Linked DNA regions of Drosophila melanogaster: region 2 is linked to region 1. A link is a contact called in public Hi-C data. All regions are on one chromosome and are shown on one strand. The core of a region is the stretch at or near the end of the contact, and the rest is flanking DNA. Distances in the headings are between cores, read along the strand shown. Region 1 holds the start of CG5346. Region 2 holds the start of lncRNA:CR43475 (long non-coding RNA:CR43475).

Region 1 (6,080 bases), core at 2,626-5,125:
ACAATCTGTAGTCGCGTAAGCTTGTTTCGTAGTATTTTGTTAGTTCGAGGAAAGCGGCCCCATTTGTACTTGTTTGGATCAGTCGCCATTGCAGAGGGCAAGAGATTGTTGCACCTACTGTATTGGGATAGTGTAATAGTACCAAATATTATAGTTTAGTGATTAGACTTTATCCTATGGACTGTGAAAGTCGAAGACAAGTTAGGGCAGGCGAATGGCGAGCCAAAATCGGTGAACTCTGAACTTTTGCCTGTCGACAACACCGCGCCGAACTGTCCGCATTATTGTCATGCCCAACTCGATGATGAAATGTAATTTTGTATATTTTATTTGCAAACAATAAACAAACGATTCGTATGTATGTAAGTGGTGATTGTATTTATTTGCGTATGATAACTGCTATATAGCTATGGATTGATAATCCATATTGATTGTATGCTGGTATTTGGTTGGTTAAAAATAGTTCTTGATTTATGACACGGTTTCTACGGGAGTTTACTTTACAATGATAACCCAAAAGTATAGTATGAAAAATTAACCATTGCTACAATCTCTCACACAATCTCTTTGAAGAATAGTATTCTTTGTTTTGACTTCAGTCCTATTTTGCTTGAGGTTGGAATAAGTTCACTTGATAAGATACTTTTTTAAACAATGAAATCAGAAACTGAGACTCTGCTCTTGCAAAATGCTGTTCCTATAATAGATTTAGAAAATACCATCGAGGACGTGGCGACAAATCTGAGAGAGGCTTTATCTGAAAAGGGGTATGCTCTGCTAATAAACCACGGTATTTCAAATGAGAAGGTATACAATTTAATGAACCTTTGACCATCAAGAACTGAATCTAAAATCACTCAGATTAAAAAAGCTTGGAAGTATTTCGATGGCTTTGTCGACCTGACCGATGAAGTTAAATTGGCATTTGAGAGAAGCAAAGCTCCAGATGGCGAAAATCATGGTTACGTGAGTCCAGGAATGGAGCGATTTGATGGCAGGACACCGGAGCTGCGCCATGCTTACAATATATGCAAGCTGCAGGATAAATTTCTGCCTGAACAGCAGCTACCAGGATTTAGCAGGCACATTAACTCCTTAGTCGATGACTTCAATGAATTGGGTAGGTTTATTCTTAAGGCTCTGGCAATTTCATTGGATGCTCCACCTTCGTTCTTCACGGATAAACATTCGTTTATGCTGTCCGACGATCGCTTTAATCTGACCACCCTACGGATGCTGTTTTACCCGCCCGTGGAAGATCAGGATCATGGAAGAAGCTTCATACGATGTGGAGCCCATGCCGACTACTGCACCTTTACTCTGTTGGCTCAGGATTCGGAGGGTGGATTGGAGGTCAAACTGCGGGGCAGTGACAAGTGGGAGCGAGTGGGTCATCTGCCAGGAGCACTCTTCATAAACTGCGGTGAAACCATGGCTATCTGGACAGATCAGTTCTACCACGCTTTGGTATGACTATAAGCATGGCTTAAGATCACTTATTACATATTTGATTTAATTTAACAGCAACATAGAGTAGTGATTCCCGATCAGGTTGATATTCGCCATCGAGGCCGGCACTCCATTGCCTATTTCTGTCATCCTGATAACTCTGCACTGATTAATCCAAAAGATTTAAATATTACAACTAAGCAGACGACAAGTGACGTGTAAGTCAGGATTTAAAGTACTACGAATATATTAACTTCATCTTATTTGGTTTTATATTTTAGAATACAAAACGCATATGATATAACTATGGCTCTGGCAAAAGGCGCATTTGCACATCATTATTCTTAGCAAGATACTTTAATATTTAATAAATTGTAGTTATTGCATGTTTTCTGAATTACTTTTCAACTATATATTCCTTACACCCAAAAGTATGTTACATCAATGGTTACTTGTATGATATGTATATACCGATTAGACAATAATATTATTGCAAATGCCGGCGTTTGTTTGGGTCAGTCTGCCGGAGTGGCTTGTCGTGTTCACATCGTCTCTTCGGAGCTCTGAGTTTCCAGATAATTTTCAGAAGCAATCTATTTGTATTTGATTTACCTACGCGGGGCTTATTTACCAAGAATGATAAACAGCAAGATAAGAGAGGACAAGTTGGAAACACTTGTCTCGCGAAGTTCTGTGCCGATCATCGATCTTGCCCATTGTGGTAAGTTTTCCAGTCACCAGCCTATTAAAATAAATGCAAATTAATTAGAAGGAAAAACCTAAAATAATAGTTATACGTACCAGCATATGTAAAAATTGGTTTGGGTTTGTGCAGGCACCATTAAAATCTTTTTAAGGCGTGCCTTGATAACATCCAAACCCTCTCGACACATTAAAAAAGAGCCTAAGGAACTCCTTACATTTTATTGTAATAATTACTTACACTTTCTAGGCAAGTCCCTTGTCCATCGGGTGGGTCAGCAACTCCACAAGGCTTTCACCGAAAAGGGAATTGCGTTTCTGGTTAACCATGGGATAGCAGAGGACAAGGTAATTTTGATTTTCTTTTCTATGCTATTTTCAATGATTTCTTAATCTTAGATCAAAGCTGTTTGGGATCAATTTGACAACTTCTTGGATCTGCCAGCAGAGGTTCAGGATCGTTACAGACGAAAGGACGGTGTTAATTATGGATATGTTAGTCCCGGGATGGAGCGATTTGATGGAAGTACTCCAGAACTGCGTCACGCCTACAATGTTTGCAAACTGGATGGACAGAATATTCCAAGGGAGGCACTGCCAGAATTTGCCGAAGGCATTACCACACTGTGCACGGATTTGAAAGCCATGTCTTTGTACATAATGAAGGCCATGGAGGTGGCCCTGGAGATTCCGCCGTCCTTCTTCATCGACAAACACTCCCAGATGTTGGAAGGAGATGACCTAAACATGACCACCCTCAGGATGCTCTACTATCCGGCGATTGTGGATGATGAGCCGGGCCAGAGCGAGGGTGCCATCCGTTGTGGTGCCCATGTGGACTACGGCACCTTCACGCTGCTCGCCCAGGATTCCGAAGGTGGCTTGGAGGTGCAATTGCCGGGCAGCGAAAAATGGGAACGGGTGGGTCATTTACCTGGTGCCATACTTATAAACGGCGGGGAACTTCTGTCCATCTGGACGAAGCAGCGTTACCACGCCCTGGTAGGTTATTCCTATAAACTGGAACTTTCCGGTAGACTAATCTTATCTATATCCTTTTCTAGCCTCATCGCGTCGTCATACCTGAACAAGAACTTATAAGAACCCGTGGCAGACACTCCATAGCATATTTCTGCCATCCCAATAACTCGATCTTGATATCTCCCAACGATCTGTTGAGTGAAGGGGAGGCAAAGAGTGAGGACAAGTGAGTATTCTAATATTTATTCGTAAATATTATATTACATGGTTTTATTTTAAACCCCAAGAGTATACAGCGCCTATGAACTGATACAGAAAAAGTTTAATGACACCTACGGTCAGCGATCTCAATAAGTCAACGAATCTGGGGCAAAAGTTTATTACAGCTCTAGCCATATGAAAATCATTAGCATTCTTAACCCAATAATGTAACTTCAGCAGCAATAATGAAATGTAATTGTTTGAATTTAATAAATTATAGCATTTACATTTCCAAGTCTAATGTCTACAGCATACAATGGTTTATATACTCGAATTATGGTAAATTGTTTTGAAAATGTTATTCACTTTATACCGTTTATAATTATAATTACAATATATTAACTTGAATAGTTTCAAATATCTACATTTGACACGGTATTCTACGTAGAAACTATCTTGCTGAAATGTCACGATTTGCGTGACTGTAGAAATATCGATAGTACCCACCATCCGAGCGCCGATAAAAGCGCTATCGTTTTCGAACTGGATCCGAATCCACCGAAGATCGCGGATCGGATCGCAAATGTTTTTTTTTGAGACAGACGCCGTTGCTCTCTGCGCTAGTTCAGGTGTATCTGGGTTAAATTCGCGATCGGAGTGTGTTACAAAATGATGGAAAGTGTGCAAAAAAAGCAGCAGAAAGCGATACGAAAATTGACTAACTAGACTGTTGGCCAACTGCTGTTCGTTCGGGTCGGGTGTTCGATGAAAAGCGAAACCTGTGCGAAAAAAGAAAGCGAGTTTTCACTGTAAGCAAATGGAAAAAGCCCTCATCGGTTTCAACTTTGAAGTACAAATCACCAGCTTTCCGCTGAATAGGCGCTCCGAGTAGTAAATTCAGTAGTTTTTTTTTAGTGAGCCTCTGCTCGTTGGCATAATGTTTTTGCAAGGCAAAAAAGGCGAGGCAAATGCTTACTCATTCCCCGGCTATATCTCTGAAAACCCCGAACCCAATCCCACCCCACCCCTTGATATAAAACGAAGCCGTGCAGACGGACGGACTGACTGGCTGAAAGACCAGACTTTGTTCATCCGGCATTTGCCGAACAAAGCCGCTTGGCAACAGCTCAGCTGGTTTCGATTTTAATTTTGCATTTTTAGGGGGTGAAAAGGCGGGCAGGAGGGCTCACACCTGAGTCCGAGTGCCGTTAAACTGCAAACGGGATCTGCCAGATACAAAACACAAAACACAAGACATCAGACACAAGATACAAGATACATGCCCGCCGCAACCAGAGTATCTGTATCTCGCACATGCATCCGCATCTGTATGGGTATTGTTTGTACATATGTATGTATGCATGTACATGAGCCACGTTAATAGCCATCACAAATATTGCAAAAGCAAACCGAGACGAGGCTACCTGTTGACGGCTTTAGATAGTCTCACCTTTCGAGCCCTGCTCACCATAAGCCGGAATATCCACTGTACCCAGTGTACTGGGCACTGAGTACTAAGCACTCTACGTAGACCCCCGACCCCCTTCGCGCTGAACGACAAGTGCTAATTTAGTTATCACAATTTTTGATTTGATTAAATTTTATCTAATTGCGACGCACATGCACACACGCCATACCAAACCCATAGCACACAATCAGTTTCATTTTTGCAAAATAAAATCGTAAACCGAGCTAAAATTGTGGCCATTCAGGTGCGATAAGCGTCGGAACCCAGAAGTTAGGAACCCCTGCTCCGAACAGCCGGCGATTAGTCCGCCCAAGAAGCGCGTCGCGATTGTTCGATCGCCCCTCGTCCGCCACGCGCCCTTCTAAATCCAACCAAAGCCAATCACTCAGGCAGCCGTTCGCATTGCGGATCGTATCGGATCGTAAAGACATAAAGACCCCCTGCCCGCTGCCCACCTAATTTCTGCTGCCAAAGCCTTTGCTCGCCAGCCAAACAAAAACAATAGCCGTTGCAAAAACAAATAGCACGAAATTTAAGCAAAAACAATAATACGAAACACTCGGATGCGCGATTCGACGAATGTTTGTGTTTTTCTTTTTCGCTGTCGGCATAACCAGTCTAATAATCGAATTCTGCGCGCTGCTGCCATTCAGTTTCATTTAGTCAGCCATCGCTGGAAGTGCACCTCGTCTCCGGATCCCGGATCCTCTCCGGTACCCAGAGTCCCCCCTCATCGAATTGTGATAAAGATATAGCGAGCACAAGTGCGGCGAGTGTTCGATTGCTCTCCCCAATCAGAAACCAAAGAACTTTGGACGTCGAAGACCCTCTGGAAGTCACTCGAAGCACAAACACCAACTCAAAATGATAAAAACAAAGAGCAGCGACGATAAACTCGACACGCTCCTCTCGCGCAGCGTGGTTCCGATCATCGATCTCGCCCACTGTGGTAAGTACCCACCTCCCCCTACCCCCCTTCATGGGGCTATGTCTATATATATGTGGTATCCCCCATGGAACCACAACATCCCATTAAACATGACGCTGATCGCCACTCCAACTCGTTGCTAGGCAGCCATTTCTGCCAGCGTTCGTACACGGAGAGAAAAGGGCGGGAATTTGACATCAATGGGAAGTTCCTCCATTCAAAAATAGCACTTATCTGTGACTTGTCTCGTAGAGGTGAAAATGATTAGGCCACTCCACTGCCATCAAAAAGTAAGACTCACCTGTATAAACAACTTATACGTTTATATTGCTTTTATATTAATCCAAAAAT
Region 2 (6,758 bases), core at 2,806-5,305, 100 kb before region 1:
CACAACCGGAAATTCCAACTTTATTAATCACTTAATACCACATTTTGAAATATATGAGACTCTAAAGAGATATCTGTTAATTACCTTGGACCCGAAAACCTATTGATAAATCATTCATCGCCGGCCAAAAATAAAATCTCGCACTGGCATCAAATATTGGCTGGATAAATAAAAACAGCTAGTCAATTGAACTTTTGTTTGTGGCCTGTTTTCTGTGTGTTTTTGGACCCCAAAATAGAATGTGCTAAATAATTTACAACTTAAGGGGGGAAAACACAAAGCAAAAAAAAAAAAGAAATGGAAATACTTTCTGCGATTCATAATCTCTGCGAATTCCAATGCAAACACTAATATGCCATGAAAACATTCCATTTTATTGCCTTGATATGTGGCTATGTAATCAAACAAATGAAATCCCCAATCGACGTCATAGCTAAAAACCGCGTAAAAACCATTATGCCGCCTACGAAACGCGCGCAAATCGCTAGCGACTTCAAAATTATGATTGTGCGCGGTATTTCCCCCAAGACATTTTTCCACAATTAATAGCCAGTGGGTGTGCGTTAATGTTTTTATAAACTTTTCTCCGAACACTTCAAGAAACCTAAAATATAATGGAAAATTAAATTACCCAAATACCAAAGTGTGCAATATAAAAAAAAAAAACGCAAAGTTTTATTCAGAATTAATTGCCTGCCGCTCGACTGTTCATCGCAAATTCATCGCCCAGTTTAAAAACAGCCCACGAATTCCTTATTTATGTATTTGCCTTTCACGCCAAAAATGATTCCACTTAAAAATCGAATACGAGTAGTGAAAAATCAAACAGATCTCCGCCAGCCAGCCTTCTGCTTCCACTTAAATGCCAAAAAAAAAAAAAGAAAAATAGTCAGATGGGGGCCAATATTCCGATTCTGACCTATTCAATGGAATAGCCCCAGACAGCTTTGCAGATTTATTACACAGCCCGTGATTCCTGCGGAATTTCCACGAAACATTTCCTCGCTCAGCTCCAAATGATGTCACATTTCGTGGGGAGAACAATGAGACGCAGTACGCGAAATCACTTTGATCTATTGTCGTCACTGGAAATCCATTCGAATTCAGTTAGTCACGCGTTATTTTTCTATAGAATAAAGAACATATGATGGCTTTCAAAGTCAGGCGATAGAGCCCAAGTCAAGATTAGAACCCTTATTCATTCATGAAAATATGTATTAATTGCATTAATAATCGAAATTCACTTGTATACGACAGCTGGAATGCTCTAAGAACACCTTATTACCATTTATTATTGCTCTGGAATCCATTTGAAACTGGAATCGAAGTGTTCCCTCAGGAACTTCTAAAGATTAGAGTGCCCATGAGTGGTCACGATTCTCGTGTGTCTTTGCTGATACATATAAACATATATTTTTTTAACCATTTGGGTCAGAGCTATTAAGTTCTTGGCTCATATTGCGCAGTCACACTTTTCTTTCAACTGTTTACACGAGAATTTCGAAGCTATTTTGATACCCCAATATTGATAAGGAGATTTGTTGTTGACTTTAGTCAGGTTAGCATTGCCAGATGCCTGATAGAGGAAGGCACGTAAAGAGTGCTCTTTGTGGGCGCCGCATAAGTTGTGTTCTATATATTCGAGCGATAAATATAATAAAAACATTTTTCGTTCTTTATAACTTTTGTTTGGATTATATGGTTCGAAGTCTATATAAACGCACACTCTTCGATTGCGTAAACCCACTGGCATCTCCTTATGGGCCAACATGGGTGACGCACCCACCAATGGATCCACTCGATTCACAGTCGTCAGATACATACATTGACCAGTGACAATTTCCGTCAGTCTTTAGGTATTCCACATGCGAATCGCACGTCTGAAGAAAGCAGTAAACAGCGTGGAGAGTCCATAACAAAAAAAAGTGCTTACTCAACCATTTGAAGAAGTCCGCATGTCGTCTACGAGGTCTCGAGGGCGCAGGCGTCCCAGAGAGATACGTACATACGTTCTCGAAATTTGCATAGCTTTTCCCCACTTTGCGTGAAAAGTTTACCTTTGGCGGCTGGCCAGTTGGCCGGGGAAATTCAGTCGTACGCGAACAGTCGAGCAGCGTGAACGTGGCTAAAATCGAAACAATTTGGGAGTACCATCTCCCTTCCCACAAAAAGAAAACTTTGCGTTTTTAATTGCCACAAGCTTTTAAAGTGCAAGTAATAATCAAATTGAATTGAACCCATTTAGGCAAGTGCGCGTCATGAACAATACAAATACCACTCGAGGCACTTGCTCCAGAATACCCATCGCAAGCAAGCAGGAACCAACCATCGCCAGCATGGTGGAACGGTTTGTCCAGTCGCTGAGCCAACTGAATGATTCCGGCACCTTTGACAGCAGCTTCGAGATCAAGCGGATTCATCCTGGATCCTCGGCCGGTTCCACGCCCAAACATGTCAGGCATCGCTGCCTCACGGAGCTGGATCGCGAACAGTTGACCCGGTTTGTGCAGGACTTCGAAGAGCGACAGGCCAGCACACCGAAGGTCAAGTCCAAGATTAGCTCACCATACATATGCCGCAAGGCCAAGGAGTTTTATCAAAGTGCCAGTGGCAGACGCAGTGCCTCACCGCAAATAACAATTGCACCGGAGACCGTGCAGGAGGAGAAAGTGTTGGTGAATCCATTGCCTAGGAAATGCGCAGAGGCAGAGGACCTGATGCCACCACCCATGGCCATGGCACGTGTCCAGGCGGAACGACGCAGTTGCCGCAGTGCCTCCCGCGTGCTGCAGTTCTTCAGTTCGGCCACCAAAAGACGGAGTGGCAACCGAAAACTCAGTGAGCCAGAGATGGAGGATAATCGCGCCGATTCCCCAGTGCTGATCAGAGTGACCAGGGATCGGGTGGAGGAGCAACTGGGCTGTAGTCCACTGGCTGCATCTGGCGGAGAAGTACCCACCAGCTCCGAGGACGAGGAGGAGCACGACGACGGCATCAGCTCGGCCAGCTCCAATCTCACTTCACAGTCGGGCAGCTCCAATAGCCGCAATCTCTCTCCGGACTCTTCCTTCGAGATGCACGCTCCACTCCTGCCCAGCTTCAAGGTCACGCCTCCACGGGCAGTTTGTCGTGTGGGAAAGAATGCCGCCTGCGAATTTGCTCGTTTCCTGCGCGGCTCCTTTCACTCCAAGCGCGCATCGGTGACCACGCTGCGCAGATCCCTCAGCGATCCGGATGCAGTGCAGCAGATGGACTTCAGCAAGCCGCCTCCGCTGCGCGACACCACCAACGTCATGCGAGTGAGTCACTTCTAGATTCCATTCACAACCCAAGTGGGATTAATCGCGCCTGGGAGTACACTCAACAATATTTACGAAATTATTAAAATCTATCATCTAAAGCGTCAATAATAAGACGGCAATGCAAGTAGTAGGTCAAGACTGAATAGATAATTAAAAATTTTAGAATACAAATTTAAAATGAAAATTAAAATACATTTTTATTTCACGAAAAACTAAATATGATTTAAATATTTTCAAACACATGCCCCCTAAAATTTGTTGAGTGTACTTCGCCAGCTGGCGCCAATGTGATTCGCCTCGTTTCGATTCGATTCGATTCCGTTCCGATATGATTTTAGTTCCAAATTTGTTTACGCCAAAAACTCTTCATAATTTTTTCACTGGAAGCTGTTTATTTACGCTCGAGTCGTCGTCAATCAATGGCCATTAATGCGTGTCCGTAAAATCCGTTGATGGTTGTCCGTATGGCGGCACCTGGCTTCCAGCGAATACCCCAGCCCAAGAATGATCCCCGAATGATCTTTGAACTCGTCAGCTTCGTGGTGTTTACCCTGCGTTGCATTCTAGATGTACGCCAAATTGGATTACGCCATTTAGTAATAGTTTATTGGTCCATATAAATTAGCTGTTTGTAATGCCACAAATCGATCAGCATTAAATTCTGCGCAAATTCAGGGTTCGGAATTAGGAAGAGAATTCGAGACGTAGAATCAATAGATGTGTAGATGCGATTTTATATTATAGTTCGTTTGATAATTTTTAATATACAGGTAATAATCTGAATTGTTCGTGTTTCGAAATGATTAGATTCACTTTTACTGCTTAGATTTCCCTTTTAGGAAGTACTTTTTCTATGTGTGTATGCAATGTATCACCTCAAGCGAAGATGTCACCCATTGGTATTAGATGGCCAACGATTGCCAGCCATAATGACTTTCTAATTATCACATTTGCATGGGCGTCGCGTGCCGCATTTCACTTTTCAATGGTGCTCATGGGTCATCACTTGGATCCTCGGTTGCCAAGTGGGAAAGTGGCCCACGCCGATATAAACCATTTCCATTGATCAATAAAGAAATTAAGTAAATATTCCCATCGCATTGCCCACACTTTGGGCCGCACAAAAGTAGTCGTTAATCGCCGTCTGTGGGCATTGTAAAAATTCCATTCACATATCCGTACGATTCCTGTACTTAAATTTTAAATACATATTGTATATGTATCTTCCGCCTGGAGTTTTCTGAACAGAACGCATATGACCCGCATTATCTTCCATAAAATTAACGCAAACAAAAAGAAGCAGGAAAAACAAGCAGCATGCCGGATATTTAATTTAATGTGCACAATTGTTCAAAAAAGCGATGCAGGCAAACCTACCGTAACTGGGAAATTGGAATCAATTGACAATGGAAAAAGACAGCAACTAACTTTCCAGAACTATCCAAAATTAACTTAGTTTCTTTGAAAATTTAAATGAATATCAGTTTCTGTAAAATTGAAAAATGTTCCTATAGAAGCTCCACTGTAATTCACAAATGTAAAACGATGTTTGTTGTTGCAATTGGGGATTTGGGAACGGAACAGATGGGATTGCCTGGAATTGGCTCATTTACGCACAAAAACGCAGATGGAAACCAGTGCGAAGTGCGTAAAATGGGGGAAATTATAGTTCCCTATATTTTTTTGCCCACTGGCCTTTAGCTAAACAAATCATAAATAACTGTGAAATTATAGACAAAAAACGCACACGCGGCGAAAAGGAAAAATAAAATAATTTTCCAGTGCTCACATGATCTGGAAATTGGACGCTGATGGGGGGTCGACTTCCACGCGTTCTTTTCAGAGCCCTCCTCACCTCCTTCGTTGATCTACACTTTTGTATATCTGCAAATTGCTTAATTTATCAACCAAATGCACAACAACAAAGCAGCGGCCGCCCGCATTCCAGTTGCCTTTGCTTGGCATTTTAATTATTCCAAATGTTGTCTGGGACTTTCTTTGTTTACACCACTGGAAGGATGGAATGGTGGAAGGGGGTGGGATCGGATCGCTTAATTTATTTGCCAGCGTGCTTTGACTATTTTTAGAGCAATTTATTTACTCGTCGGCATGTGTTTCGCAAAACTACAAATGTTTTTGCCTCATTAAGCCCCTTGCATTGCATACTTAAATGGGCATTACATATACGCCGTGTAAAATGCGACGAAAATGCGCTAAGCAACTTAATTAATTGGCCAAAAGGCTGAAAAAGCCACATTTAATTAAGAAAAATCAACAAAAATGTGCGTCACTTGGGGCGTGCGAGAGGAACAGACAGAGAGCGAGCACACCCACAACAAGCTGTGCAAACTTGTATTTGTATGTGCGTGTGCGATTCATTCATAAGCAGCAAAGCAAACAACAAAAGCAATTTCCAGCAGCCGGTGTCAGGCAAATAGGCAAAAGCAATAACAATACTAACAACAAAGAGCAACGTACGAAACAGGCACCAAAAAAACTAAAAGAAACAACAAAAGGCATTCTCATTCCCATTGAAAATGAGTAAGCAGCGCACATGCACACATACTCACACTCGCTCAGTCGAATTCGAATTTCGAAATCCAGTTTTTGTTGCCTCCCCTAAACTGTTAAAGCAGCTGTTCAAAAGATCACTCTCTTTGGCGCTCTCTCTCTCTCTCTCTCTCGCTGAAAAGATATTTAAAATATACGATTTGCAATTTTATCTTAGCACTTTACTTTACAATTATTTAAAATTATAGATAACTTCCTATCGATCGAGGTAGTTAATGTTAATTAATAATATTTTCTCTGTCACTCAGTCTCTCTCTCTGCACTCTCCTTAACATTCAGCTCGTAACATTTCTGTTGCTGCAATCTCGAAACTTAACATTGCTGCCAGTTAAACCTCGACAACTTCACAGATACTTTTGCGTTTGAATCGACGGGTTCGCGGCTCTCGGCGCGGCTTCCATTTTTCCGAAAGATACAAGTACTTCGAAGTGAAATAAAGCAATTACATAAAGTCCAAAGAGTGCAGTGCAGTGCCGCGTTGTGAATTCCAGTGCGAAAGTATAGAAAAAGCCAATTGACAAAAGCGTCACGTTTTCGCTTTCTGCCATTGTATTGCCCACGCACTCACACCAGCACACACACCTTGTCACCTGGAATACCGCAAAAATTTTAAAGAAATTCAGCCGCAAAGCCGCAATAGCTTAAGAAATCCAGAGAATCCGAAGGTTCGTTCTGGTTTATCAACGCCTATGGTTAGTTGATCATTTGCAATTCTAACGAGACTCGCTGTCTCTATCTCTATCCCTCTTCTTCTTTCTCCCCCTCTTTCTCCGCATGAGCCACCCCCAATCCGCCCTCTTTTCGCTTTGTTTTGAAACGCAGGCCTTTCGCCAGATAAGATTCGTTTTCATTGTTGCCTCTATAGGGAGTGTGGAGTACACTCTC

The links. A called contact is a pair of places that touch in the nucleus more often than the background predicts.
Region 2: a contact with region 1 is called in a Hi-C map of the Kc167 cell line, with 10 times the contacts expected there. A contact is called at or near these places in 12 of 107 Hi-C or Micro-C datasets (the Kc167 cell line, the ML-DmBG3-c2 cell line, the OSC cell line and 2 more) and 1 of 7 datasets of targeted methods (the Kc167 cell line).

The regions. Positions count from the first base shown.
Region 1 is chr3R:22,526,458-22,532,537 of dm6, reverse strand. CG5346 reads left to right here and starts at 3,875. Exons shown (of 6, transcript NM_142801.2): 1 at 3,875-4,142; 2 at 5,455-5,750. The coding sequence starts at 5,666. It overlaps CG33099, which reads left to right and starts at 1,966. Exons shown (of 5, transcript NM_176537.2): 1 at 1,966-2,170; 2 at 2,402-2,499; 3 at 2,551-3,153; 4 at 3,216-3,358; 5 at 3,420-3,618. The coding sequence starts at 2,086. The coding sequence ends at 3,486. CG33093 reads left to right here and starts at 616. Exons shown (of 4, transcript NM_176538.2): 1 at 616-807; 2 at 862-1,467; 3 at 1,525-1,667; 4 at 1,731-1,844. The coding sequence starts at 655. The coding sequence ends at 1,797. CG5326 reads left to right here. Exons shown (of 5, transcript NM_142803.3): 5 at 1-364.
Region 2 is chr3R:22,626,094-22,632,851 of dm6, reverse strand. It overlaps lncRNA:CR43475 (long non-coding RNA:CR43475), which reads right to left and starts at 4,055. Exons shown (of 1, transcript NR_048466.1): 1 at 3,553-4,055. All of the region lies in intron 2 of loco (locomotion defects), which reads left to right. It also overlaps asRNA:CR43474.